2 separate regions of the Oryctolagus cuniculus genome follow, and region 1 is linked to region 2. Evidence: chromatin contacts called from public Micro-C data. All regions are on one chromosome and are shown on one strand. Each heading gives the region's core, a stretch centred on a gene start, on an enhancer-like site or on the middle of the called end of the contact. The rest is flanking DNA. Distances are from core to core; before and after follow the strand shown.

The links. A called contact is a pair of places that touch in the nucleus more often than the background predicts.
Region 1: a contact with region 2 is called in a Micro-C map of ear pinna, with 5 times the contacts expected there. The contact joins the promoter of THAP9 here to the promoter of COPS4 in region 2. A contact is called at or near these places in 2 of 6 Hi-C or Micro-C datasets (ear pinna and an unstated tissue).

What each region holds. Positions count from the first base shown.
Region 1 is chr8:82,944,925-82,948,860 of mOryCun1.1, reverse strand. It overlaps THAP9 (THAP domain containing 9), which reads left to right and starts at 1,327. Exons shown (of 5, transcript XM_008267662.4): 1 at 1,327-1,525. The coding sequence starts at 1,446. It overlaps LOC127483186, which reads right to left and starts at 1,204. Exons shown (of 5, transcript XR_011378377.1): 1 at 859-1,204; 2 at 364-464.
Region 2 is chr8:82,816,706-82,820,460 of mOryCun1.1, reverse strand. It overlaps COPS4 (COP9 signalosome subunit 4), which reads left to right and starts at 2,194. Exons shown (of 10, transcript XM_002717065.5): 1 at 2,194-2,504. The coding sequence starts at 2,431. LIN54 (lin-54 DREAM MuvB core complex component) reads right to left here and starts at 2,217. Exons shown (of 13, transcript XM_070047949.1): 1 at 2,121-2,217.

The DNA.
Region 1 (3,936 bases), core at 78-2,577, 130 kb before region 2:
ACATTTTAAATCAGTTTTGTGGAAAATAATTTCAAGAAAACTACTGCAAAAAAGGCAACCAATTTTCTCCTTAAAGACAACTGAAAAGTTTTGTTTTTATCTCAATTAGGTATTAATTGGTCGAACACTATCAGAAAAGCATCTAATAGTCTCATCAACTGACCCTACTTAAACTCAAGCCCTATCTTCTCACAACCAAGCCAGCATTTGCCTCGCATCCCGCCCCCCCCCCCCCGCCACCCCCCAACCAACTTCAAGTTCACGGACTACTCTCAAGAGTACATGCCTTAAGAAAAGGTAAGCAAAAGCTCTGTTAGCGTCACTCGGATTAAGATAGAAGCGTAGCATAAGGGCAAGTGATACCTTGAGATGAATATTTTTGGCTAGAATCTGGGCAAAAGTGAACACAACAGCAGAAAGCAGAAACCTCGCTAGGCCCATGGATCCGGAATCGTTTCGGTGAGCTGGAGAAGGAAATAAAAGTTACAGACACTATTGCTTGAAAACAAAATGACACAGAGAGAAAAACAAACGTATTTAATATTTTCTCAAAAACAATGTCCTACATTGACCTAACGTTTCCGTCTGTGAAAAACTGGAATCTCGAAGCGTAAACGCGGCGCGCTTGACTGAACCAGTGTTCGCGCATCTTCTCACTCCCCAGACTGGACACGACGCCCCTTGCCCACCCCACACCGTCCTGCCCCACGGCCGCACGGAGGAATCCTCACTACGCGTGGGCTCCACACAGCCCCAAGCACCCGATCTCATTCCCTCGCCGACTTCCGCGCTGGGATGAGGCTTCCACGCGGCGGCCCCTCTCACCAGCCCGCCACTCTGCGTCTCCGGAACATGCACCTGCAGCCCACAGCTCCTATGTCTTCTCCGCCTCAGAAAGCTGCAGGCCTCTCAAGTCCCTCGTTTTTAGCTCGACTTTGTCTTCAGGATTTCCACCGCACGGCGTCTCGTCCCTCACGCTTTCTTCCAGGTCCAAAGATCGCACCCTGAGACCCATCGGCACGCCGTCCTCAGTCCTCTCAGTTTGGGGCCTGCTCCTCTGCTTCGCGTCCTCAGGCTCAGTCTCAAAACAAAGGCGATGGCACCGGATTGAACCAGAACGGGCGAATAGCCCTGGAGAGCCCAGCGTTAGCAACAAAACCAGCTACCCACCCTCCAACAGAGAGGGAGGCGTGGCCAAGCGCACGTCTCAACTTCCCTCCCCCCGACCTTTTCGATTGGTCGCTGCGACGCGACGTGGCTCACGATTGGCTACGGCGCCAAGCGCGGCGCCTACAGAGAGGAAAAGGGGGTGGAGTCCAGCGCCTCCAAAGCCCGCCTTCCTGAATAAATAAAGGCCGTAGCGGCCGAGTCAACGGGCGGAGCTAAGTTGTCGTGATTCAAGCTGTCGCGGGAACCCCGAAGGCGGAACCCCACGTAATTAGAAGATGACCCGAAGTTGCTGCGCAGTGGGCTGCAGCACGCGGGACACCGTGCGGAGCCGGGAGCGCGGCCTCTCCTTCCACCAGTGCGTGTGAGAGCAGCCCGGGAGCCAGCACTCTCGCCGCCGGGCCTGGCGGGCTGTAGGCCGAGGCGGGGCCCGGGCAGTGCGTGGCGCCGCGCACGTGACGCGATGCGGCGTGGCGCGGGGCGGGGGAGCCCAGAAAGTTGAGGTCTGCTTAGCCCCAGTTTGCCGGTTCTGTCTCCCTCTGCCTGCTGCTCGCCTAGTGGCGTTTAACAGGGTTACTGGAAGGAAGCCTGCCTTTCTCTGGGTGCTCCTACTGCACCCAGAGAGACCGGGGAGGGAGGGAGGTTGGGAGAACTGAGGGGCCCGGGTGAGCACACGTCAGGTTTCGTCTGTCCTGCCTTGACGTTGCAGGTTGTTCAGTGCGGTTAACCTGGCCGTACTCTGGCCGATCTGGGCATGGAAGTGTCCTTTGGGCCAAGAGTGGGGCAGAGAGGGAGGAGTTGGGAAGTGCAGGTTCAGTGTAGAGGAGTGGGAGGCAAAGACTTGTGTTGCGGGATTAAGGAGTTTGGACTATGTACGGTAGACCCGATTTACTTGTTTTATTTGAGAGGCAGAGACTGAGAGAAGTATTCCATCCGCTGGTTCACTCCCCAGATGGCCGCAGCGGCTGGAGCTGAGCCGATCCAAAGCCAGGAACCAGGAGTCTCCTCCGGGTCTCCCATGCAGGTTCAGGGGCCCAAGGACTTGGGCCATCTTCCACTGCTTTCCCAGGCCACAGCAGAGAGCTGGATCAGAAGTGGAGCAGCCGGGACTCAAACCGGCGGCCCTATGGATTACCGGCACTGCAGGCCGCGACCCCACTAGTCATTTTTCAAAACCTAGGGCTGATTCCGGCCCTCGGTGTGTTAGCAGTTGTATGGCTTCCTGTCTCCCTTGCCATGTTCTCCCTTCAGTAAATTCCCCTACTCTTATTTTAAACTGCTTTATCTACTGTTAGTTCTGAGAGCCAGTAAGCACCCTCTTGTTACTCCTGCTTTTAAACACAGCTCGATCCTGTGTACCGCCTTTCACTGCCCTACCAGTCTCCTCCCTTTATAACCAGGCTCCTGAAAACTGTGTGCACCGAGTCCCACGGGCTTTTTTACCTATCACAGCCAGCTACCTGCCCCCGCTGCCCTAATAAAATAACGCTGGCAGAGGGTCACCCGCGGCCTTGCCAGATCTAGTTCGTTCTTAGTCCTTCCCTGGACCTGTTTTTAACCTGTCATCGTTTGGACTGCTCCATGAGAAGCCCCGCGCTCTCCCAAGGCTAAATTCTTTCCCCTTCTTTTCACCTTCCGGGTTTCCTGGAAGCTCTCTTTTAAATGCAAATTTTTTTCTTGGTGTTCCCCTTGAGGCTTTTCATTGTCTCAAAGCCTGAATCCTGGTTCCTCCGTGAGGACTTTCCTCCTGGAACCCCTCCCAGTCTGAATTACATTTGCATTCCCTCCGTGTGTTTCTGTTACTGTACCCTTGGGCTGAATGAACACATGTTTCTCTGTGATTGGGAAGAAGGCATTTTTGTCTTGCTGACTCTAGGAAGTTGTAAGGAGAGAACAGATACAGGAAAAGGAGTTAGAATACTATTGTGTTAGTCCCAGCAAGGGGTTCTAATAAGGAATTGAATTAAGGGCTCAGTAAAAGGGGTGATACCGGAAGGGCAGAATTGGACAACTTGCCATTGCTGTGACTTTTTTTTTTTAAGATTTATTTATTTATTTGAAAGAGAAAGAGACCTTTTATCTGCTGATTCATGCCCCAAGTGGTGCAGTGGCCAGGCCAGAGCAGAGCCAGGCCCAGTCCAGGAGTCAGGAGCTTCTTTCAGGCTTCGCATGTGGGAGGCAAGGGCCCAGACACTTGGGCCATCGTCTGCTCTCCCAGGCCCATTATCAGGGAGCTGGGTCCAAAGTGGAGCAACCAGGACACCATACGGATGCCCAGGCGGCAGCTCTAGCTGCTGTGACACTACACGGGCTCCTGCTGGGACTGTCTGATCATGGAGCTCCCTCCATGAAAAACTGGCCAACCAACCTTGAGCACTTAAATGTGTGCAGTGATTGTTAAATTCCATATGTAAAGTACTGTATTGATAAAATAATTAAAGGAGCGGGCAAAACTTACAAAATCAAATTCCCAAGTAAATATGGATGCTGTCCTGCAGAAGATGGCACATCCCTTTCTTGGCTATTGACCTGACAGATTGGATCCATAGCTGCCTTTTTTTTTTTTTTTTTTTTTTTTTTTTTGACAGGCAGAGTGGATAGTGAGAGAGAGAGAGAGACAGAGAGAAAGGTCTTCCTTTTGCCGTTGGTTCACCCTCCAATGGCCACCACGGCTGGCGTGCTGCGGCCGGCGCACCGCGCTGATCTGAAGGCAGGAGCCAGGTGCTTCTCCTGGTCTCCCATGGGGTGCAGGGCCCAAGCACTTGGGCC
Region 2 (3,755 bases), core at 945-3,444:
TGGCCTGGGAGGGCAGTGGAGGATGGCCCAAGTGCTTGGGCCCTGCACCCGCATGGGAGACCTGGGAGAAGCACCTGGCTCCTGGCTTCGGATTGGCGCAGTGCCACCGGCTGTAGCGGCCATTTGGGGAGTGAACCAGTGGAAGGAAGACCTTTCTGTCTCTTTCTCTGTCTATAACTCTGTCAAATAAATTTTTAAAAAATTAAAAAGAGAAAGAAAATAAAGCCAAATAAATCTAGTTTAAACCAGATTGTCCTTAGACACAACTGAATGAGAAGTTGAACTCTTTCCTTAGGGAGGGAGTATGTTGTCCTGTGAAGGACACAAAGATTTTTAGGTGAACAGAACAGATCATAGCAGTAACTACTGTTTGTACCACTATGTTCACCCTTTCCTTTTCTTTGTGAGCACAAGGCAACACAAGGGGAAATTAAGTTTCCAGAATCACTATTATTAGGCATTCTTGCCAGTGGAATGGGATCTGAATTGATGTGGGCAATTTCCACTTTACTTTCTTAAAAGGAATTTATTCTGGACTTTTTTTTTCTCCTTTGCAATAGAGGAAATATGCCAATTATCACATCTCGAGATGGCAAAAAGTTCAAAGGTTTGAATTTTGTAGGCAAGACTGTAAGACATTGCACTCTTAGATACTTCTGGTAGGAGGGCAAAATGATAGCATCCCTATCAAGTGAAACTTTACAATATATATCACAATTTTAAGTATGTCTCCTTTGAGTCATTTCTGGGAATGTGTTTTGCTGGTACATAATTCTATATAAAATGATGTACAGGAAAAGTTATTCATTGCAGGAGTGGCTGTTTGTTCTGGCAGTTAGGATGCTCAGATCCCATCCTGGAGTGCCTGGGCTCCATCCATGCTCTGCTCCTGGCAATGCAGACTCTGGGAGGCAGCAGTGATGTCTCAAGTGGTTGGGTTCCTGTCATCCATACAGGAAAGTCTGGACTGTGTTCCTGGCTCCTGGCTTTGGCTGGAAACGGGAGTTTACCCTGTGTCTCTCCCTTTCTTAAAAACAATAACAATAACTACAATTATAATGTCTCACTCCCTAGACTTAAATGTCCTATAAGGATTAAGTAAATTTTGGCATACCTTCACTAGGTAGTACTCTCCACCTCTAAAACGAATGACTTTTAAGATGGGACTTAGGCCAGCGCCATGGCTCAATAGGCTAATTCTCTGCCTGCGGCGCCGGCACACTAGGTTCTAGTCTTGGTCGGGGCGCCAGATTCTGTCCCGGTTGCTCCACTTCTAGTCCAGCTCTCTGTTGTGGCCCGGGAGTGCAGTGGAGGATGGCCCAAGTCCTTGGGCCCTGCACTTGCATGGGAGACCAGGAGAAGCACCTGGCTCCTGGCTTCAGATCAGCGCGGTGCGCCCGCAGCGCGCCAGCTACAGTGGCCATTGGGGGGATGAACCAATGGCAAAGGAAGACCTTTCTCTCTGTCTCTCTCTCTCACTGTCCACTCTGCCTGTCCAAAAATAATAAAAAAAAGACTGGACTTAAATGGTAAGATCGCCAGGAAAAGTGAAAAATTCAAGAGCAGAACAATGAAACAATGTGCTTCTCATTGTAAAAGGAAGGAGATACACAGATTTCTACTTCTTTCAGAAATTCTCTAGGGATTTATAGAATATATATATATATATATATAAAATACACATTATATATAATAATACATGTTTTATATAATACATATATATAGAATATATATACACACATATATAAGATACATGAGTGATGAATGCAATCACCTATAAAGGGCGAGTGAACATATACTTTGTCACTCAGATGGAGTCGTTTCTAGAATGAAAAGAGGTGTTAATAAATACCTCAGGACACCAGACTAAAAATGGTACTGTCCTGGACACATGGGATGTATGATCAAACATTAAAAAAGATACCTGGTGTGTGTGTGGGGGTGGGTGGGACGCGGACATTTTTTATCTTATTTTTAAAAAGCACTGGTCTGTGGTGAATTGGAAATAAACAAAAAACTCGCCCTTTACCACACGTAGTTTCAGCGCTGCCTTAACGAACGAAGAATAAACCATAAACGTGAAACACGGACCTTAGCGCAAACGCAGTAGTTGTACGTACCGAGCCCTTACTGGAGCTGCACAAGCGACACACTCCCTTCAAGTTCATCAGCCAATCCCAAGTCGGAGCGTGAGAGCCAGCGCCTGTGGGAGAGGCCAGGGCGGGCCTGGGACGTGAGGAGTGAAGCGCCGTGTCATTCAACCCGGAGGGCGGAGGTAGCTCAGGTCCCGCCCCACCCACTGACGCTCTGGCCCGCGTAGGGGCTACTCTGTGGTATCCTTGGTTCTCTCTGGCCCCACTCCGGAGGACCATACTCGTTTTCTTTGAGGCTGTGAGGGGCCCCCTCAGCCAAGGCTGAGGTGGAAGAAAGATGGCGGCAGCCGTGCGACAGGATTTGGCCCAGCTCATGAATTCGAGCGGCTCTCATAAAGATCTGGCGGGCAAGTGAGTGTTTCCCGAGAGCAAGAGAGTGGGGAAGAGAGTGGGGAAGGAAGCCATAGTTCTCCTTGGGCTGACCGCCACCCTCGTGTTCGAGGCCTGACGACCGAGGGGGCGGGCCTGAGAGCGGCTGGGGCGGTGAGTGTTGCGGGGACCGGACCTTGTGCAGAGGCTCAGGAGGCCAGGGGCGCGGGGTGACTGTCAGCGTGTCCAGTCCTCCGTGGCGTCCTTCCTGGTCCCTCTGCATTCGGGAAGCGCGGTCAGCGGGACGACTGCTCCCCGGGCCTCCGCACGCTTCCCTGGTGCTCTTTCCCGTAGCGGCCTGGCCGCTCACCCCCCGGGCTGGCTCTGGATCTCTTTCCCTCTTTTAGAATGAGGGAAATTTCTATGCTGGCGTCTCGATGCGGAGTTTTCCGGGGCAGATGGGCTCTCGGGGTTCACGGGGACGGAGGAGGCATGGCCGCTGCCCTGTGGTCCGGAGCCACTCAGACCATCTTTGCTGGGTCCATGTGTGTTGGGTGCTCTCCTCGCCAGCAGCCTGAGGAAGGCGGAGTGTTCTGCCATCGTGGCTTAGCATCCTAAGTATTGATCTTTGCAGGAATCTGGATTGTGTAGGCATTTCGTCGAAGTGTTTGTAGACTACATAGGTTCACCGCCTGTTAGAATGTGTGACCCGTGCTTGTCCCGCAGGCGATTGCTCAGCAGTGTTAGGGATAGGTAGGCGCCTGTCGCCTCCGCTGCCTTTGCAGATTTGACAGCACTGCTCGTTTGTAAGGAACATGCTTTCTGTTTATATAAAGTAGGCTTCTCAAGTCGAACCAAATATTTACATCCTGACAGCTGAGATCACCTGCTTTGACCTAGGCATTGACATTGCTACTTTTTTTTTTTTTTTTTAACTGTAGGCTGTGCTGCCTTTTTTTCTGGTGGTAAATGTAATCAACTTATGTGGGTGAGCAGGACAGCTGTATATCGCAGCTTTACCTACTTTGCTGCATTTCTCGCTGAGGGAAATGGGGCTAATAAAAGGACTTATTCTTGTTTGAGTTTGCCTGAGGACAAAAATGAATATGTGCATATACTCATATATGAGGGAACATGGAATTTGTGGGAAAATGAAATTATGGATTTATTTTGGTGCAGAAGTTCCTGAGAGAAGAACTTTTTAGTATGTGGAAACTGTTTATTGTGAAAAGACTGCATGGATTTCTTTTTTTTTTTTTTTCCTTTAATTGTTTATTTGGAAATCAGTTACAA